Regions from separate parts of the Mus musculus genome. Here region 2 is linked to region 1. Evidence: chromatin contacts called from public HiChIP or PLAC-seq data. All regions are on one chromosome and are shown on one strand. The core of a region is the stretch at or near the end of the contact, and the rest is flanking DNA. Distances in the headings are between cores, read along the strand shown. Region 1 holds the start of Ccdc74a (coiled-coil domain containing 74A). Region 2 holds the start of Sdf2l1 (stromal cell-derived factor 2-like 1).

Region 1 (2,934 bases), core at 236-2,735:
TCAAGTGTAAGGAACCAGCGGTACAGGGCTGGGGAACCAGAGGCAGGCACCACAGCAACCATCAACCTACCAGGGGATGGGGCTGCCCAGGAGCTGTGCTCAGCAGAGGGAGGGAGGGTATGCAGCCACCTCATTGTCCCTACTGCACACACGTCATGCCTTTGGTGTTGAGAGCAAACAAGCAAGCTGTGGCTGGGGAAAGGGCCACCTGTCCAAGTGCCCAGAACTGGTCTCCTCTGGGTTAGCATGCAGGGCTCCCTGCTGCCAGATAGGCTTGAGTGATAACTCCCTGCAAGTCCTACCTTTTTTCTGAGGCTTCTCATTCATGATTAGCTTGTAGTGGAGATCTGAAAGCAAACAAATACTCCTTATCACACTTAAAATCTACAGCCACTGGGAGCACAAATGTGGCCTGCTCTTTGGGTCCCACCAGCTTTTTCCACCAACCCTTTACCTCAGGCATCTCAGACCAGAAATGCCTCTAGCTGATCCCTGTCATCCCCAACACCTGCAAGGTGCCCATCCACTAGGCCAGGCAGGGGCAGGGCTGCAGGGCTGCTGAAGTGAGACAGGATGGCTGGCTAGCCTTCCAGGAGCCCCTGGCAATGGTAAGGTAAGTGGGGTGTGGCATGGGGCTGGTCAGTCAGACATGGGGTGAGTCTCAAGCAGAGCCCTAATGTAATAAGATGCCCAGGTAAAGACAACACCAGAAAGAGGGAGAAACCCGAGGCACAGGGCATGGAGTGGGGGGAAGCAGAGGAACCCTAGCTGAGCTGTAGACAGTGAAAAGCAGTTATGTCACAGGGTGGCCTGAAGTTCTGAGTAGGCCAAGCCTTGGGGGTGGGGGTCGGGGGTGGGGTGGAGCAGCATCCTGGCAATCCCTGCCCAAAATCTGGATGTGCTTAGTTGGTGACCCATTTACTGGAATTTGCTGTGTGCTGTTTAACTTCGGCAACAGTTTTAAATAATGAGCCGGACTACACCCTGCCCTGCACAGAGTGCACAGGAGGGTCAGCGTTCATTTGGGCTGGTGGGCACAGGAGGACTGAGCCTATCGGCAGGCCCTACCGAAGAGAAGCCTCCCGCATCCTTCCCCGCACCCGGAGACTGTTAAGAGTTGATGGCCGTGACCTTCAGGTTGTAAATGCTGGGCCAGCACCCAGAGGCTCACCCTTATTCTCCCGCTTCAGGTGCTCGATCTCCTCGTGGAGTTTGACTAGCGTCTCCGAGTGCTGCTGCTGTAGGAACTGCAGGCTCTTTTCCAGGTCCAGGATCCGCTTCTGTGCTTCGCTGAACCCGAGCGGAGGCGGCTGCGTCCCCGCGTGCTGCAGGCCGGCGGGAGGGCGCGGGCGTAGGCGGGCCGCGCCCCGGGAGCCTGGGGCCGCGGAGCTGAGGGGCCGAGCCCCGGCCGCCAGCCCGGCCCCGCTCATGAAGGCGTCGCCGCCGCTCAGTACTGGCTGCTGGAGCCTGGCACTCGGTCGCCTTGGGAACCGGCGCGCCGGAGAGGGCGGGGCGCGCCGCGGGGCGGGGCCTGCGGCCGCGTTCCGCAAAAACCAAGGCGCCAGACTCTTGAACTGGTCCGGAACAGTAGTTCTTATGAGTGCTGTGTGCGGTGCGTGTGCCTGTGGAGACCAGCACTCGACGTCCGGTCTCATTCCCCACCTCATAGATTTTGAGAAGAGGTCTGTCTCGTCTTGTGACTAGCTGGGCTGGCCCGTGAACCCCAGGATCTTCCCATTTCCCCGGCTTCCAGCGCTTAAGATCCCGGGTGTGCGCCTTCCCTCCCCACTTCTCATGTGGGTGCTAGGGACCCGAATTTAGACCCGAATTTCTCCTGCTTGGGCAGAAACCACTATACCTTCTGAGCCATCACCCTAGCCCCGCTTGTACTTTTGAACCAGGGTCTCACTCTGTAGTGCAAACTAGCTTGGAATTCATTGTGTAAAACCGGGATTATAGATGTATGCCAAAGCACTGGCTTTTTTGTTTTTGTTTTTCGAGACAGGGTTTCTCTGTATAGCCCTGGCTGTCCTGGAACTCACTTTGTAGACCAGGTTGGCCTCGAACTCAGAAATCCGCCTGCCTCTGCCTCCCCAGTGCTGGGATTAAAGGCGTGCGCCACCACCGCCCGTCGCACTGGCTTTTAAAGTGGGTCTTAGTCTTTCATTTTAATAGCTCACATTTTTGGATACATAGTAATAGTTTCACAAATCTTCCAACACTCACTGAATCTTTGTGTATAAATAGAGCTGTCTGAACCAACACAAGAGAACCGGCCAGCCCACTTCTTTAATTCCAGCAAATGGGAGACAGAGGCAGGTGGATCTTCCAGAGTTCCGAAGTCTGCCATAGTGAGTTCCCGGAACAGTCAGAGCTACACAGTGAGAACCTGTCTTCAAGAAAACAAAAGTCCAGTGCTTGCCTTTACCTAGAGAACCCAGCCAGCAGGATCAAAAACAAGAAAGTCCTGGCTTTCTAGACTTTAGTTTTTTTTTTTTTTTCATTTATGCGTACCCGTATGAGTATATTCTGTGGGTGTGCATGTGTGAGCATTGAGCCCCGGAGCTGGAATTACAGGCAGCCTTGGGTGTCTGCTGGAAACCAAACTCAGGTTTTCTGGAAGAGCAGGAAGCTCTCTTTCTTAACTGCTGGCTCATCTCTTATCCACGTGAAAACTAGGCCACTTACTTTTTATGACATGGTAGATTTGTTTGTTTGAGACATAGTTTAGCTACATAGGCCAGGCTGACTTCAAACTCAGAGATCTGCCTCTGCCTCCTTTCTGAATCCTAAGATTAATGCCTGGTTTGGAAACTTAATTTCTAAGAGAAGGCTATGCAAAAGTCACCTCCCAATGGGTCAGTGTTTGACACTTGTCTACCATGTCCATGTCCCAGAGGTCCATCCTTTGCACAGCAAAAAGCCCGATCTACA
Region 2 (3,209 bases), core at 170-2,669, 510 kb after region 1:
ATGGCTCACTGGTTAAGAGCACTGTCTTCCAGAGTTCCTGAGTTCAGTTCCCAGCAACTACATGGTGGCTCACAACCATCTGTAATGGGATCCAATGCCCTCTTCTAGTGTGTCTGAAGACAGCTACAACTCATATACATAAAAAAAAAAAAACTGTTTTAAAAAGTTTCTGTGAGAGAGAGAGAGAGAGAGAGAGAGAGAGACGGAAACAAATATAAAATGTCATGAGGTGAGGCCCCATAAAAGTTAAAAGAATTTTTGGTTCCCCCATTTTGGCTCTGGAGTGTAAGCAGAGATATTTTGTGTGAGGCTGTGGTCCTTTGTGAAAGGCAGTTCTGGCTGAGCCTTTTGTAAATTATTCTTGTTAGACATTCATGCACGAGATCCCCTCCTTCTCAGCCTCATATTCATGTGTGTGTTAGGGTTAAAGGCCTGACAAATGACTCTATTTTGATTCTAACTATTCTGACACAGCTTACTTAGAAACATGTTGTCTGCCTGTCATCCTCTCTAGGCGGATGACCTCAGACTTATTCTTGAACTTCCTGCCTCCACTACTTGAGGGTTGATTTGCTAAGGATCAAATCCAGGGTTTTGCGCTTGCTGGACTCACTCAACTGAGCTACATCTGCAGACGGAAACATAAACTTTAATGCAAACATAAACTTTACTGCGTATCTAGCTAGTGCCCTAAGTACATGCTTCATCAGCTTCTTAGTAATGTAGCCTGGAGGGGCAGTTCCTTTGTGAATACTCAACAGATGGATGGATGGATAGAGTGAATGTGTGTACGTGAGCGCGCGCGCCAGCACTGTGTGAGTGTGTGTGTGTGTGTGTGTGTGAGAGAGAGAGAGAGAGAGGGCTCACAGCTTTGTCATCCAGCAACCTTAGGATTCTGCCACCAAATGACTCAAGTAGCTGCATGACTAAGAGAATTAAAAAACCATGGGGTCCAGAAACTGATGTGATTCAGTTTGATTAACTCCTGGGGCCAGGAGATTTCAATAACTTTGTTATCTGCCCACTTTGAGACCACAAAATCTCGTAATTAACATAAGAACCTGTAGCTTTATCCCGGGGTCTGAGTGGAGGGACACGAGACTAAAGTTTAGGGGGTCCAGGGTCAAAGGGGTTCCTATACCTACTACACCCGAGGATCTCTAACCGGGAGCCAAGTGACTAGAAGCAACCAACCCGGGTGTGCGGCTTTCCGTGGCCTCTCCGGGGACGCTCGCCGCAGCCACTGCTTTATTGGCGGGTCCTCGGAAGCGTGGACCAGTTAAAATCCTCCTGGTGTCTCCAACCCCTTTCCAGCTACCTCCTTGGAAGCTGGGGGTGGGGCCGCTGCACACGGTCCAATAGCAGTGCAGGAGGAACGCGCGCGCGCAGACGATTGGCTGCCGTGGGAGGGCGCTGTCAGAGCTGGATTGGCCGCTGTTGAGGACGGAAGCGCAGAGGTCTAGAGCAGCTGGAACCTGGCCGGCTGGCGGGATGTGGGGCGCGAGCCGGGGCAGGGTAGCGGGGCCAACGCTGCTGGGGCTGCTGCTGGCGCTCTCAGTGCGGAGTGGGGGCGCGTCCAAGGCCAGCGCCGGGCTAGTGACCTGCGGGTCAGTGCTGAAGCTGCTCAACACCCACCACAAAGTGCGGCTGCACTCACACGACATCAAATACGGATCTGGTGCGCAGGGGTGGTGACTGGGACCGCCAGGGGGCGGAGGGCTTAGAGACTAGGTGGTCCTAGCGGGGTCTGTGGGTTGTCAGGGAGCTGGGTGGTTGCGAGTCTAGACTCGCTTGTGGGTCGTGACTGACAAGCCTGAGGGATCGAGGATGCGCGGGAAGGGGGAGGGCGATGTCCACCGGTACTTAGGGTCTGGCCTGGGCTGGGGTGAGCTCTTTGGATCCTAGAGTGGTAGGGGCTGTGAGGGAAACTTTTTAGTGTTCAAGACGAGGGTCCGGAGGTCTGTGATTAACAAGAATCCACGGGGTGGGGTGGGCTGTTACTCTTCAGGCAGCGGCCAACAGTCGGTAACCGGCGTGGAGGAGTCCGACGATGCCAATAGTTACTGGCGGATTCGCGGCGGCTCCGAGGGTGGGTGCCCGCGCGGACTCCCAGTGCGCTGTGGGCAAGCAGTGCGGCTCACGCACGTGCTCACCGGCAAGAACCTGCACACGCACCACTTCCCGTCGCCGCTATCCAACAACCAGGCAAGCCCCGTTCCGAAACCCACAGAGGCTGCGTGGGGCAGGGACCCAAAGACAGAGGGAGGGATGTAGGGGAGGGGCCCAAGAGGGGACTCAGTGTCAGCTACTGTGAATTGGGAGTTTCTATTCAGAAGTTTATGGAGCTCCTGCTCTGGGTCCTGTCCCCAGTAACTTTCTCCACCGAGTTAGAAGTGAGAGATTAGTTCGTATTTGGACACAGAGGTGGACCCACAGCGCAGATAATAGGAAACTGCAGGAAGGAGAAACTCAGGGCTGGGTCTTAAAGAGAAGTGGGAGCTTCTTCCTACTCCTTCCCCTCTGCGAAAGAGTTCCTACTAAAGTACAGTGTTCATTGCAGCTGGTCTGGGAGGGACGCAGGGAGAATCTGACAGTGCTTTGGAGAGTTTCAGGGGGAAAATGTTGGAGGGGAATTTGGGGGTAAGGCCAGTTGGCACTACACAGTCTGATACAAGAGGCTCTATGCACCTGAAGAATGGGGTGAGAGTCTATTTTGAGACCAGATTTCTCTATGTAGCCCTGGCTGTCCTAGAACACACTATGTAGACCAGGCTGGCCTTAAACCCCCCAGAGATCTGCCTGCCTATACCTTCTGAGTGCTACGCTTAAAGGCGTGTGCCGCTGAGCCTAGCTAGGGCAGGACTCTTGGCTTCCATTTTCATAGCTGTGAATGCTGAAGGTCAGGAAAAGGAGCAGAGGCCCCAGGATACTAGGTGCAAATATGACGGCCAGACATGCAGCTCAGGGGAGCTTGTGCCCTCTGTGTGACTGTTCCTATACCTTATACTCTCAGGAGGTGAGTGCTTTTGGGGAAGACGGTGAGGGTGATGACCTGGACCTGTGGACAGTCCGATGTTCTGGGCAACACTGGGAGCGAGAGGCCAGTGTCCGCTTCCAGCACGTGGGCACCTCTGTGTTCCTGTCGGTCACTGGTGAACAGTATGGTAACCCCATCCGTGGGCAGCATGAGGTTCATGGCATGCCTAGTG

The links. HiChIP or PLAC-seq counts read pairs in DNA pulled down with a chosen protein or histone mark.
Region 2: a contact with region 1 is called in an H3K4me3 HiChIP or PLAC-seq map of bone marrow-derived macrophages, with 2.6 times the contacts expected there. The contact joins the promoter of Sdf2l1 here to the promoter of Ccdc74a in region 1. A contact is called at or near these places in 5 of 39 promoter capture datasets (the HPC-7 cell line, liver, neural stem cells and 1 more), 1 of 115 datasets of contacts at active chromatin or transcription factors (bone marrow-derived macrophages) and 1 of 9 other capture datasets (embryonic stem cells).

What each region holds. Positions count from the first base shown.
Region 1 is chr16:17,645,021-17,647,954 of GRCm38.p6, reverse strand. Ccdc74a (coiled-coil domain containing 74A) reads right to left here and starts at 1,485. Exons shown (of 8, transcript NM_001166164.1): 1 at 1,172-1,485; 2 at 303-347. The coding sequence starts at 1,430.
Region 2 is chr16:17,130,593-17,133,801 of GRCm38.p6, reverse strand. It overlaps Sdf2l1 (stromal cell-derived factor 2-like 1), which reads left to right and starts at 1,419. Exons shown (of 3, transcript NM_022324.3): 1 at 1,419-1,678; 2 at 2,009-2,205; 3 at 3,014-3,209. The coding sequence starts at 1,492.